Linked DNA regions of Zea mays: regions 2, 3 and 4 are each linked to region 1. Evidence: chromatin contacts called from public Hi-C data. All regions are on one chromosome and are shown on one strand. Each heading gives the region's core, a stretch centred on a gene start, on an enhancer-like site or on the middle of the called end of the contact. The rest is flanking DNA. Distances are from core to core; before and after follow the strand shown. Region 1 holds the start of LOC100192461. Region 2 has its middle 28 kb from the start of LOC100193759. Region 3 holds the start of LOC100193759. Region 4 holds the start of LOC100282150 (adenosylhomocysteinase).

Evidence for each region. Hi-C and Micro-C count contacts between places; a contact is called where the count stands out from the background.
Region 2: a Hi-C map of ear shows a contact between it and region 1, with 4 times the contacts expected there. The contact joins the enhancer-like site here to the promoter of LOC100192461 in region 1. A contact is called at or near these places in 2 of 25 Hi-C or Micro-C datasets (ear and tassel).
Region 3: a Hi-C map of leaf shows a contact between it and region 1, with 5 times the contacts expected there. The contact joins the promoter of LOC100193759 here to the promoter of LOC100192461 in region 1. A contact is called at or near these places in 2 of 25 Hi-C or Micro-C datasets (leaf and tassel).
Region 4: a Hi-C map of bundle sheath shows a contact between it and region 1, with 7 times the contacts expected there. The contact joins the promoter of LOC100282150 here to the promoter of LOC100192461 in region 1. A contact is called at or near these places in 6 of 25 Hi-C or Micro-C datasets (bundle sheath, endosperm, leaf and 1 more) and 1 of 3 datasets of contacts at active chromatin or transcription factors (leaf).

The regions. Positions count from the first base shown.
Region 1 is chr4:22,484,016-22,487,470 of Zm-B73-REFERENCE-NAM-5.0, forward strand. It overlaps LOC100192461, which reads right to left and starts at 1,849. Exons shown (of 4, transcript NM_001137681.2): 1 at 869-1,849. The coding sequence starts at 1,711.
Region 2 is chr4:22,949,867-22,953,321 of Zm-B73-REFERENCE-NAM-5.0, forward strand. No RefSeq gene overlaps it. Among protein-coding and RNA genes, the nearest start is that of LOC100193759, 28 kb to the left of the region's middle. Within about 2 kb of position 1,880, at least 15 of the 20 cell types and tissues checked have an H3K27ac peak or open chromatin away from gene starts, as enhancers often do. A contact at or near this core is called in ear and tassel, where this site is marked.
Region 3 is chr4:22,922,276-22,925,730 of Zm-B73-REFERENCE-NAM-5.0, forward strand. It overlaps LOC100193759, which reads left to right and starts at 1,644. Exons shown (of 1, transcript NM_001138845.1): 1 at 1,644-2,635. The coding sequence starts at 1,821. The coding sequence ends at 2,252.
Region 4 is chr4:22,828,865-22,832,319 of Zm-B73-REFERENCE-NAM-5.0, forward strand. It overlaps LOC100282150 (adenosylhomocysteinase), which reads left to right and starts at 1,818. Exons shown (of 3, transcript NM_001155062.2): 1 at 1,818-2,573; 2 at 3,390-3,455. The coding sequence starts at 1,863.

The sequences.
Region 1 (3,455 bases), core at 599-3,098:
CAAAAGAATTAGCGAAATCATGTCACTTCTGTACTATGACCCTAAAATAGTGCAGTAGCTCAGTCTACACACCAAAGTTGAGTTAGAAATCTGTATGTCTCATATTACAGCATATTGCTTATTAGATTCCACTATGGATTGCTTATATATGCATGATCATTGCATAACAGAAGTGGGCACTACTGTGACGTTAACATGCATGGACCCAAATTTGATAAGCAATAATGTACACAAAGATGCGCAGTGTGATTTGCTAAAGCACACTAAGCACGAGTTCTCTTATATATTGTCGTCAAAGAGTAAAAATTGTTAAGACCTCGTGCAAAGGTTTCAATTGGTACGGTGACTATCTGAGTACACAGGTTCATATCCATTGAGAATAATCCAAAACACCAAAATAAATGGAACAGCAGATCTATCACCATCAAAGGAATATATTTTTACACGAACTAAAGCAAGCCAAAAATATCCATTTCCATGACTGCAAGCCACATTTTGGTATATACAAAACAAGGCAATGTAAAAAACGACAGACAGCAAGCATCCATATAAAATGTTCCTAAATCATTTAACTTGCAAAACACTCAGATCTATATTATGTGATTAAACAATCCAAGGTGATGCACAAAACGACAGACATACAGCATCCATATAAATATTCATAAACACTCAGATCTATAATATTCAGTTAAACAATCCAACATTTCGATCGGCCACCAGAATTAATTGCCTAAATTAGATCCCAAGTAGAATCTAAACCACCACATGTACCATCCATCGCCATTTCAACAGGACTGCACAACATAAAGATCCAATTTCATGGAACTAACTGGTTAATCGAGATTGTTGTAATCAATGAATGTTGTACCTGCGCGGCGACGAGCCCGCTGATGTGCGCCATGTCGCAGAGCAGCAGGGCCCCGACCTTGTCGGCGACGGCCCTGAGCTTGGCGTAATCCCAGTCCCTCGGGTACGCACTGCCACCGCAGATGATGAGCTTGGGGCGGAAGTCAAGTGCCTTCTCCTCGAGCTTCTCGTAGTCGATGTACCCCGTTGCGGCGCTCACCTTGTACGGCAGGCTCTCAAAGTAGATCGAGGTGGCGGAGATCTTCTTACCGCCGGCCGTGTAGTACCCGTGAGTGAGGTGTCCGCCGGAGGGAAGGTCGAGCCCCATGATCCGGTCGTGCGGGTTGAGCAGCGCGGTGTAGGCGGCGAAGTTGGCGGGGGAGCCCGAGTAGGGCTGCACGTTGACGCCCCAGGACGCGGCGTCAAGGTGGAAGGCAGCGAGCGCGCGTGACCGGCAGAGGTTCTCGATCTCGTCGATGACGTCGTTGCCGCCGTAGTAGCGGGCGCCGGGCATGCCCTCGGAGTACTTGTTAGTGAGCGCGGAGCCGAGCGCCTCCATGACGGCGAAGGAGGTGAAGTTCTCGGAGGCGATGAGCTCGATGCCGCGACGCTGGCGCCGCTTCTCGCGCTCCAGGAGGTCGTAGATCTCCGGGTCGGCGCCCGCGAGCGGGGTTAGCCCCCATGTGGCGACGGGGTCCATGGCGGCTGCGTCGGCGCGGGAAGAGGTGACAGGAGTGGTGGCAGCGAGGAGTGGGCGTGGGCGGGGGCGGGGGCGGAGGCGGAGGCGGAGGGAAGGACGGGGGAGGGAGGAAGGGGCGCCGGGATATATAGCGGTGGTGGACGGGAGGTGGGCGCGTGTGCACATGTGGGAGGTGGGTGGTGGTGGACTGGTGGTGTTGTTGGTGGAGGTGCGGTGCGGTGGGGTCGGTGCGAGCGAAGACGAGGTGTTCGACAGAATGCGGGGGCGGAGATTGGTGCGGTCGGAGGGGGTTGGTGTGGGCGCGAGACGCGGTCTGCTTGGTCGGGTTGGGTCTTAATGAGCTGGGCTTTGATGTGGGAACTATAGCTAGGAATCGTGTGTTCTCTTGCCTTTTGGAAAGTGCTGTGATAAAAGAATATTAGTGATGCTTATAACTTTTTAAATGACTAATAACGACTATGCTATGCATTGTCCAGTGGATTTCATCAAATTAATAAACATATGGGTCGATATGTATATATAAGTTTTTGGCTAAGCTCATTGTTAAATACACCTTTTGTAGTCAATTTCACAAAAATAAAATTTCACCACTAGGTATATTGTCGCAAACAGTCGATGACGCTACATGCACGAGCAGTGTATGAGCGTTACGCAAGCCACTGTCGCTACAGGTCCTTGCTAGTTCCATTGTTTATCCAGGGGCAGCATATAAAGTGTAATTAAATTTGAAGTTTACCTTTTTCTATGTTATTTTTATCACTAGTGAGTGTATATATAGAGAAAGATATATCCTTATTGCCAAGACGTGGTCAAAGATTCTGATCAAAAGGTCCCACGCATCTAAGTTGATTATTGACTTAGCCCTTATACTTCATATATGCCTCGGTGCGGCCGGGAGATAAGCCCTCGAAGCTCATCGCGTTCTAGGACACCTAACGGATAAACTCTCTATACCCTCATGTCCCGGGGCACCTAGGAGATAATAGCTTAGGGCCTCTTGAGCCTCGAGACACCTAACAGATAAGACTCTGGACATGCGCTTCATAGGACAAGTAAAAAGATCTCGTGTCCTCTCACGCTCCAGGGCTCCTAGTGGATAATACCTCAAAGCCTCTCACGTCCGAGGGCGCCTAACATATAAGCTCTCGAGACCCCTCGCACCTCATGGCACCTAGTGGATAATCCCCAAGGCTCCTCATGCCTTGGGCACCTAACATATAAGCCTCCAAGGACCTTTGTGCTTTGGGCACCTATTGAATAAGATCGCAGGGCCTCTCACGCCTTGGGGTGTGGATATGGCAATACACTTGGATTACCAAGGGTCGTATGAATAATAGGGACCCGTTGGGGCCATATGGGACCAAGGAGTGTCATAAAGCAATATTGTAATAGACAAATATAAAGGTACAACACATTAAATGTGGGACATGTGACACTACATGGCTTGAAACACACTACCTTACCTACAGAGCACTTGAGGGCTCTAAGTCAGGCGTGTCGCAATCCTAAGACCCTAGTAATGTGTGCACGACATACTAGGAGGTACGATGAGACAGAGGGAAGAGCATCATTAGCCTATCATATGTGGACAATGTGGATACGACGCAGAAGCTCATGACAAGACATTAATACCTACCTTAGAGGAGGGTATGGCTCATTAAGTTACCAAAGGGTAACCTCAGTAGAGGCACATTAAATACTAGGATATGTGTAATCTATGACCCTGACATTCATGATGGGCACAACACTTATCACACCCGGTTTAAGAAGGCAAATAGAATGTAAACCATGTACATGCCAGGATCAAAATCGCGTTCACAACAATTACATAAATGTCATACAATTGCACAATGCTCGAAAATAAGTTTATTAAATTGTATTACAGGCCATTGTCTTAAACATCACATAG
Region 2 (3,455 bases), core at 630-3,129, 470 kb after region 1:
CCGGCAGACAATTGATGGCCGCGCCTGGCGGGCTTTGAGGTGTCAAAGCGCGCGGCGGCGGCGGCGGCGGCAGACTAGCGGCGGAAAGCAATGAATACGCACGGGGTCGGCGTGTACGTGCTGCTCCGCGGCGAGGTTAGCACAGCCAGGCACCGGGCAGTACGTGAAGCCTGTGTTTCGCTAGCTGGCATAGAAAGCAGGGCCGGCCCCGAGCCTATGTGTTTGGTTGCCCGTACTAGGAGAGCCAGACTCTTTAGACGCATTGACTATGGATCAGCACGTGTTTGGTTTGTTGTCCGTATGATTGGATGGGTGTTTGCGCGCAGCCTGGCTCACGGCAGCCTGGTCTGCCGCATACGAGCGATTTTTGCGTTTCTGCAGATGCAATTAAATAAGCCTACAATGCACCGGTGCGTGCGAGTTCGGCCTCCTAGATACAACAAACCAAACACGTGCTGATCCATAGTCAATGCGTCTAAAGAGTCTGGCTCTCCTAGTACGGGCAACCAAACACATAGTGTATCTAGGAGGCCGAACTCGCACGCACCGGTGCATTGTAGGCTTATTTAATTGCATCTGCAGAAACGCAAAAATCGCTCGTATGCGGCAGACCAGGCTGCCGTGAGCCAGGCTGCGCGCAAACACCCATCCAATCATACGGTATGTGAATGCAAGGGAGGCGACGGCCGGGGCCCAAAATTATTAGGGGCCTAATATTTAGTATCTATAACACTATATAATACACTAGTTTATACTTTACAAAACTCATTCAATCAAATAACCCACACATCTGTAATATTTACGAAATCCATCAAACAAATTGCACTCATATTTAACATAACATCAAAATTAACGGTTTATATCGTGAAATAACATCATCTATTTTTCTCACTCAAATCTAACGAACAGTAGTATTTGATCATCCTTTGGCCCTCCTCTCCTCGCGTTCCCACCGCCATCAATCCATCCCCTCGTGCTACCACCGTCATCGTCCACCCCTCTCCTCCTCTTCACAGGAACATAGCGTTAGTACGAGTTATATGCTAGTAGTACAATAATATAGGTAACCAACAGGACGGGAGGGCTAAGCACACGAATGCACCACGCACACGGACAACGTGGCACGCGTTGCCCACTGCCTAGTCGTCACGCTCACGTCCCAGAGCGTCTATGAGACCACACTCTCAACGTGATCATCGTTCGCCATCTCGCCGATCCAACCCTCTAGAATTCCAGGGAGCTGGGCACCACTGCGCTAGCCTCCAGACACGCATGGTCGAGCAATCATAATTTAAGTTATTCGGCGATCGTCATTCTTATTTTTCAACCTGCGAAGTGCTAATTTGTATCAATGTATATTATCTAGCTTCTTAGATTTTTTTAAAAAAACTAATTTCAATACACATCATCATTTATTTATGAAGTATTAATATGTTCTGCTGCATAATATAGAATTTTTTTATAGTCTAGAGGGCCTACAACGATGAGTTCGCATGGGGGCCCTCAAAATCATAGGACCGGGGCTGATAGAAAGCCAACGTTAGAGAATTCACTTGTTACTGTTTGGTTAACGAAATATAACGTAAATGATAACAATAATTATTCACACTCGAGCATAAGTAATAGTAGTAACAAGTTTAAATAGATCGATATTATTTTTAGTGTGATATCTTATCACGTTTGAACTTAAATAAATATGATCTAACGTTACAAGTTAATAGTAAATACGTAAACCCAAACGGCACCTAAGATTAAATCGAATGAACACGTCAATTTGCTTGAACACGTGACTAGGTGAGCGGAACATACGAGACCATCAGCCCGACCGACATGCAGGAGGCTCCATCACACGCCAATGACCAACCACACGGCGACACATGTACGTCTGTTTACTGTAGGTCATATAATTTGCAAGCTGTGCATACACATACCCAGCTAGTGCTGCAACTTGGGCCGTGCCGTGCCGGCCCGGCACGAGCCCGCCGTGCTTCGGGCCTCAGTTAGTCGGGCCTAGCAAGCACGAAATAGAATCGGGCCGTGCCTTACCGGGCCTGGTGAGTAAAAATAAGGCCCAGCACGGCCCTAAAACACGGTGGGCTTTCATCGGGCCGTGCTAGCCCAGGCACGGCACGCTCGTGAACTCATCCGCAGAGGGAGAAGACGTGGACGCTGCGGCTGCGCTCTAGCTCGTGGACGCTGCCGGCTGCGACGGCGCTCCAGCGGTCTCCAGCGGCCAGCCTCCAGCACCAGCAGAGGGAGAACCGGAGAAGGCGTCGGCCTCCAGCACCAACCGAGCAAACAACGAGAGAAAGGAACGAGTAGCTGGAATCCACGATCACCGGCCAGCCATGGAGTTGAGCAGCTCGTGAACTCATCCGCCGCTGGCCGCTGGAGCCGGAAGCTGGGCGGCTAGGCCGCTGGGCGTGCTGTAGATGAATAGATGGCGGCGGCCGACGGAGGGGAGTGGTAGGAAACAGGAAACCCTAATCGCGTGCGGTAGCCGTTAGATGAATGACCGAATGAGCCTGCGTAACTGGATCTGCGGTGTGCGGTGAATCACCGTGCTGTTTCGTGCCGGGCCGGCACGAACCCGGCCCACAGCGACGTGCCGGGCCTCGTAGCACGACGGGCTGACATTTCAAGCACGGCCCAGCCCGCGATTCGTGCCGTGCTAGCCCGATTTTAAATCTGCCGTGTCGGGCCGTGCTTTGTTTCATTTTTCGCGGGTCGTGCTCGGGCCGGCCCATTGGGCACGGCCCAGACTTTCAGGACTGTACCCAGCTATTCCAGATGTTGCAATAGTAGTAGTGTCATCAGGTGGTTAGCTAGTGGATCGAATCATTAAAGATACAATTGGACCTTTGGCTTTTCAGGGCATGTACAGTGGTGTTTAATGTGGGGGCTCTTAAAGTGTTTTAGTGGGTTATTTGCAAAAAAAAACTTAGAGCCGTCTCTCCGTGAAGAGACGCCTCTGGCTCGTAAACCAAGTAACAACAGACGCCTCACTTCCCACTGTACGAATTTGTCGTCTGTTCTATCGATCTGATGCTATACAAATACATTTAATTCTGTATTTATTAATAGACTACGTTTAGAGACACTCCATTGTATAATAGAGTCTCTTAGTTGTCTTCTGTGGTTGGAGAACCGTTTTGGTATCTCTTCACTGTACATGCCCTCATTAGTACCATACAGATAGCGACCGGCACGCACGGAGACAGAGAGGAGGAGACCGAAGACATGCGGGCCGAGCTGCTGCTGAAACTTGGGCTGTGGTCCAGGGAGGAATAAAGGAGGGGGCGCGGAGAAGAACAGGCTCGAGGAGGGGCGCTTCGGAAGGATGGCCCGGCCCGATAGAGCTCGAGTGCTGGGCTCAAATGATAAGAAGGGGGAACAAAGGACACTGGATTGTTTTTGTCCTTTTGAAGGATATGGGCCCGTGAATGCTTTCGAAA
Region 3 (3,455 bases), core at 394-2,893, 440 kb after region 1:
TTGTAAGGACAAGCACCAAAATATCAAAATAGGGGCATCTAAATTGGACTGAGCAGGGGACCTCTGATGAAAATCTAGACCCTAGTACTTAGAAATGAGCGGGGGCCTGTGCCCTCACTCGGCCCTACTTGGGTCTGCCCATGGGTGATAGCCAGCAGGAAGGGCTTAACAACTTCAAAATAAATGAAGTCCAGAGCTTAGTGCCACGTCCAAAACAAAATGTTGTGGGAATCAAGTGGGTGTTCTACAATAGGCAAGACGAGTACGGAGCGGTGACAAGAAACATGGCGAGACTTGTGGCAAAAGGTTATGCCCAAGTCGCATGTTTGGATTTTGAGGAGACTTTTGCTCCTGTAGCTAGGCTAGAGTCTATTCAAATTTTATTAGCCTATGCTACTCACCATTACTCTAAGCTCTTTCAAAAGTACGTGAAGTGTGCCTTCCTTAATGGGCCAATCAAGGAGGAGGTATACGTCGAATAACCCCTGGCTTCAGTGATGAAAGATATCCCGATCATATTTATAAGCTCTCTAGGGGCTTAAGCAAGCACCAAATATGGTATGGATGTCTTAGAGATTTTGTTATTTCTAATGCTTTCAAGATCGGAAAAGTTGATCCTACTCTTTTCACTATGACAGTTGATGGTGATTTGTTTATATTCTAAATATACGTCGATGACATAATATTTGGTTGTTCTAACCAAAAGTCTTGCGAAGAGTTTAGTAGGGTGACAGTTAAAAAAACAGGTCAGATTAATGCCTGCCAAGTAATCTTATCTCTTCAGTACACTCGGCGACGACTCTGCTAGGAGCTTGACTGCTCCGCTGGATGCTTTGAGAGAGGGATGGGAACGATGGATATTCTAAGAAGACTCGCCAGTTGACTCACCAGACATGCGAGCGTGTGGACCATACGTACTACAGTGCTCGGAAACAGACGCAAGGGCTCAGACGTGTGGCTAGTATAGTATGAACTGTCAGCTTCAGACCCACACAACTGCCTGGAAATTGCCTTGCCCTTGCAGCAACAATGGTGCTAGCCTAGTTGTGTGAAGCTAGTTGACTGATCGACTGGCTATTGGCTCTGAGAGTGTCGTGTTTGAAGATAGTTCAGGGACTCTTACACATCTGAACCGCTTGTTGCTGAAACACCCCCCTGAACTTGGCAGTTTTTATAGCATTTGCCATTTCTTTATTGTAATAATTCTTTTTATAACCTCGACACGACGGCTAATCCTTTTCATGTGAGTGATGATGGCACGAAAGCTTGAGATAATCTCAGCTCCCAGATAGGCATTTGGAGACAGCGCAATGCTCATCATTCACAACAATCCTTTTAGAGCCCATAAAACACACACACATACGAAACTCTTTTTACAAGCAAGGTCGAAAAGGTAGCTCCCGCCCGTCCACCAGGATCAAAGCACTACTTACTCTGGGTATTAAAGCCTTTTCATTGTTGTTAGTTTCGTCAAAAGAGGTGTGCCGTAAAGCAAATAACACAAGTGCCAAGTTTGTAAAGGCTCCTGCAAGCTGCAACTGGACAGGACAGGGCTGGGCTGGGCTGTGCATGCAACGTCGTCGTGGCTGGCTCTATAAAATGGGGCCGGGTAGCATCACAGGCACCGTTCCATGCCACAACAAGACCCAGAACCCACAATCTTTCTTTGTGCACAGAAAGAAGAAAGAACCTATGGCACAGTCGTCGTCCGCCTCCGTCAAGCTGCTGGTTCTGGTTGTCCTCCCTGCGCTCCTCCTGTTCCTCGTCCAAGCGCAAGGTATATAACACAGCTTCTATGCTGCTGCGATTCTTCCGGCCGCATGGTGGTGGCGGTGGCTGTGGCGGTTGTTGACCCACATGGCACGGCGGCGGTGTGGTGCGTGTGCAGGGGCTCGGCCAGCGGCGGCGAACACGACGACCCCGACCCCCGCCACCACCACCGGGTGCGCGGCGTCGAGCGTGACGGTGTCGCAGTCCAACACGGGCGACAGGGCCGGGTACGACCCGGTGTTCGAGGTGACGGTGAGCAACGCCTGCCGCTGCGCCGTCCGCGCCGTGCGCCTCCGCTCCGAGGGCTTCGCCAGCTCGGTGCCCGTGGACCCGCGCCTGTTCCGCCGCGCCGGCCGCGACTACCTCGTCGCCGACGGCCGCCGGATCGAGCCCGGCGCCGACGCGCGCTTCCGCTACGCCTGGGACCGCGCCTTCCGGATGACCGCCGCCGCCGTGCGCGACGACTGCTCCTGATGGAGTGAGTGAGTGCGGTAGCTCCTGCCTGCAACGAGTGAATTGCAGTAGCTCCTGTCCTTCGTGAGAGAGAGAGACTCGCTCTGTCGTGATCCACAGGGAATTTACCTCGGTTTTACGCTTGTTTATTAGCGCTTCTTCTTAACGTATTGGCTAGTTCGCTGGATCATACTTCGAATAAAAAAACTCCCTCTGCCGCCCGAACAAACAAAAAAGTATGTTTTTTTTTCAGTATCGTAAACAAAGTCAATGGTTCACAGTACTGTCTGTCCTGCGTCGTAGACATTGATGCTCCTCTTCTTAACTGTTTAAACTTGTTGTAATGAGCTTTCACTGTACGTTAATAACAAACAGTACTGGGGCCGGCCGATGGCATGTTGTGCTCGGTAGCAACTTTTTTGGTGCGGTGCAGAGATTTTTTTCAGGTGCCGGGAAGGAAGGAAGGAAGGGGGGAGCTTTTTGGCTGCCGCGCGCTACTTGGCAGCGAAGGAGCTTAGTGGCTAAGGCATGTGTAAATCGCCTGATGTCGACTGACTATTGTGCTGTTTGGTTCAGCTTTTTTCTGACCAGCTTTTCTGAGAATCTGGCTGTGAGGAGAATCTGGCTGTGGGGAAAATCTAAGTATTATTAGAATTACGTGCGGAGGAAGATAAAGATGTTCATAGGGCTTAGGATTTAGAAAGTGACGGATTCCTACTATTGCAACAAATCAACCGATTATATGTTTATGTTGATTTTGAATAGTTTTTACCTAAACGAATTTTATAAAAGCTGGTTGAAAGCTGACGCGTTTGGCAGTCCGCAGCAGCTTTTGGTGGCCAGAAGCTGCAAAAAGCTGAAACAAACAGGGGCTATGAGTGACCTATGGCCGTGTTTCTGCTTTAGGTGAAGGTAGATGGAATCATGCCGTGCATACTTTTGGATACGAATATGATCATCTTAAGTAGTCCGTTTGTTTAAGCGGATGAGATGACTCGGTTTTTTTTTGGATGGATGAAATTTGACCAGGATAAATGTATTTCAAAACTGTGAGTTAAATGCAAAACGGTGAGTTTGGAGGACATAAGTCTGAGGGCATGTACACGGCATGTACAGTAGAAAGACTAAAATTGTTCTACAAACACAAAATACAAATAAAAGACTATATTATACCATGAAGTGTTTATAAATATATTTTTATTAATAAATGCAGAAGTGAATGCGCATGTAGA
Region 4 (3,455 bases), core at 568-3,067, 340 kb after region 1:
CAATTATTATGGTGGTGGACAAATTTCAAAGTATACCCACTTCTTTCCACTTAAGCATCCTTTCACAACTCAAGGTGTGGCACAAGTGATACTTGATAATGTGGTTAAGCTTCATGGGCTCCCTAAGTCAATTGTGTGTGATAGAGATAAGATCTTCACAAGTAACTTCTAGAATCATTTGTTCAAGTTGTTGGAGATGAAGTTGGCTCTTAGCACCGTCTACCATCCTCAAACATATGGTCAAAGTGAAGAGTGAATCAAAGTCTAGAGATGTATCTTAGATGTGCTGCTTCTGAAAATCCACAGAAATGGAAAACTTGGTTGGCTTTGGCAGAGTTTTGGTATAACACATCATATCATGTGTCTTTGAGATGTTCTCCTTTCAAGGCTTTGTATGGATATGATGCTTCTATGATCTGGCACGATCTATGAAGGGTGATGAAGATGTGGTTTCTAGAGATGTGGTGCAACAGATAGCAGTGCATAGTTCTATGCTCAAGGAACATTTGACGAAAGTCCAACAAAGGTTTAAACATTATGCTGATATGAGAAGGTTGCCTAGGGATTTCAAATTGAAGAAGAGGTGTTGCTCAAGTTATAGCCTACACACAACAGTCTGTGGTTAGCAAACAATGTCCAAAGTTTTCTTTTCGATATTTTGGACCATACAAGGTGTTGGAGAAAATTGGGAAGTGGCTTACAAGTTGGATCTACCAGCAGACTCTCAAATACACCTAGTGTTTCATGTGTCACAGCTAAAGCCCTTTGTGCCTCGTTATACACCGGTGTTCAAGAACCTTCCTGCTATGGTGGATCTAGAGAATGTTGAGCCAGGTAAAGTGCTAGACCGAAGATTGGTTAAGAAGGGGAATGCAACCATTACTCAGGTTCTGGTTAGGTGGACCAGTCCATCTCCAGATCTTGCAACATGGGAAGATTACCATGTCTTGAAGGCTCGTTTTCTAGCTGTTCTTGCTTGAGGAGAAGCAAGATTTGAAGGGGGATGTAAGGCCTGGTGATATTGCTACCTTTTGGTGTTAGGGTTTGGGTAGTATTTTGATAATATTTTGTTTGTAATCCATTAGTGGAATAATGACCGGTTTCTAGAAGTAGAAAGGGGTATTACACTATCGTGGTAGTAGGTGAGTTCATCCGTCCAATCTGTGCCACTGGAAGAGAGGACAGGGAGGAGTGGAGGTGCGACGACCAATGGTGGTGGCGGCGACGGCTGGAAGAGGAGAGCAAGGAGAATGAGAGAGGATGAAGCATGAATCGGGCTGTGTGACGGGAGAGCAGGTATTTTTAATTGGACCACTGTTTATTTTGAGAAATCGGAGGGTGTTTTTGCGAACCAAGTCTCGAGATGTGTCAGTATATGTATAACGTGTTTGGTTTGAGGAATAAGTTAGTCTATTATCTTCTCACTCCTCACTTTCTTGTTTGGTTTGTAAAATATAATGGTTTTATCCGTCACTATTTCCTTTATTTGGTAATAATTAGTGATAATTAAAAAAATAAGTTCATTTCACTAAATTTATAAAATAAACTCATAATGCACGAACTTATATAAAATAGATTGATTCCATCATTGGTCACCAATGTCTCAGATCCGCGCATCTCACCTGACGTCTTCACCCACCAACGGCACTCCGGTATGGCGACTCACCAACCCCCCACCAATCCCCCGCCCAGATCCGACGGCCGCTAATCGCCGCGTCCGCAAACCAACGGTCTGGCGCCGTCGTCTCTTCCCATAAAACCCTCCCCACCCCTGCCTCCCAACCGCGCCGTCTTCTCCCTCACTCCCGTTCCATTTCCCCATCTCCCAGATCCAATTCGCGAGTTCTCCCTCCTCTGCCGCCATGGCGCTCTCTGTGGAGAAGACCTCGTCTGGACGGGAGTACAAGGTCAAGGATCTCTCGCAGGCGGACTTCGGCCGCCTCGAGATTGAGCTGGCCGAGGTCGAAATGCCCGGCCTCATGGCGTGCCGCGCCGAGTTCGGCCCGTCCAAGCCCTTCGCCGGCGCTAGGATCTCGGGGTCTCTCCACATGACCATCCAGACCGCCGTCCTCATCGAGACCCTCACCGCGCTCGGCGCCGAGGTCCGCTGGTGCTCCTGCAACATCTTCTCCACGCAGGACCACGCCGCCGCCGCCATCGCGCGCGACTCGGCCGCCGTGTTCGCCTGGAAGGGGGAGACCCTCGAGGAGTACTGGTGGTGCACCGAGCGCTGCCTCGACTGGGGCGAGGCGGGCGGCCCCGACCTCATCGTCGACGACGGCGGCGACGCCACGCTGCTCATCCACGAGGGTGTCAAGGCCGAGGAGGATTACGAGAAGACCGGCAAGATCCCCGACCCGGAGTCCACCGACAACGCTGAGTTCAAGATCGTGCTCACCATCATCCGCGACGGGCTCAAGGCTGACCCCAAGAAGTACCGCAAGATGAAGGAGAGGCTTGTCGGCGTCTCTGAGGAGACCACCACGGGTGTCAAGAGGCTCTACCAGATGCAGGAGACCGGCGCCCTCCTCTTCCCTGCCATTAACGTCAACGATTCCGTCACCAAGAGCAAGGTGATTCTTGCTTGCCTTTCTTTGGATCCATTTCCTTTCAGATCTGACGTTCTTGTTGTGTGGATCTAGATCCTGCATGACTAGCAGTGTGAGATTTACTTGTTTATTGATGCCGCTGCTTTATATCTCAGTATCTCACTGCTATGGTTAAACTCTTGTGTATCTTCAGATTCGGCTGCTAGACGTTCTTGTTTATTGGTTGCTAGATGGTTAGTAATTTTTACCTAGTATTTGGATCTTCAGATCTCTGTTAGACAGGACCTGATTTTTGGGATTGATTGTAGAAGGCGAAGCATCTCGGGATATTTTAGGTCTTTTTTGTGTAGCCAGATTCGGCTGCTGTTATATGTTTGGTTCCAGTTACTTGACCTAAATCGCATTGTTGTTGTTGTGGATTTAGCGTTTCTCATTGTTGTTGTTTTCTGTTGGATCTGGATCCTGGTCTATGGTGTTGCTTATCTATCGGTCAAAATAAAAATTATTGTTAGCTACTTCAAATATTTTATACGTGTTTGGTCCATGTGATGTGTTTTGCATGTTTGGTGGATTTGACGACACTATGTCATCATAGCTAATAATTTCTTGCACCCTGTTTACTTAGTCTGTATGTAGATTTGACACGTATTTTCAGATCAATACATGTTTCGGTTAGTCTATGTATTTTTAGTGTCTTGCTGCACATTTTCTATTCTTAACTACGAATATTGAACTCTTAATTACAAATATTTTTCTTGTAAACAGTTTGACATGTTGCTAGTACCGAAATTCAACTATTAAGACTAACTAAATTGATTGATATGGTTCTCCTCTGAACAGTTTGACAACCTGTATGGTTGCCGCCACTCGCTCCCTGATGGTCTGATGAGGGCCACTGACGTTATG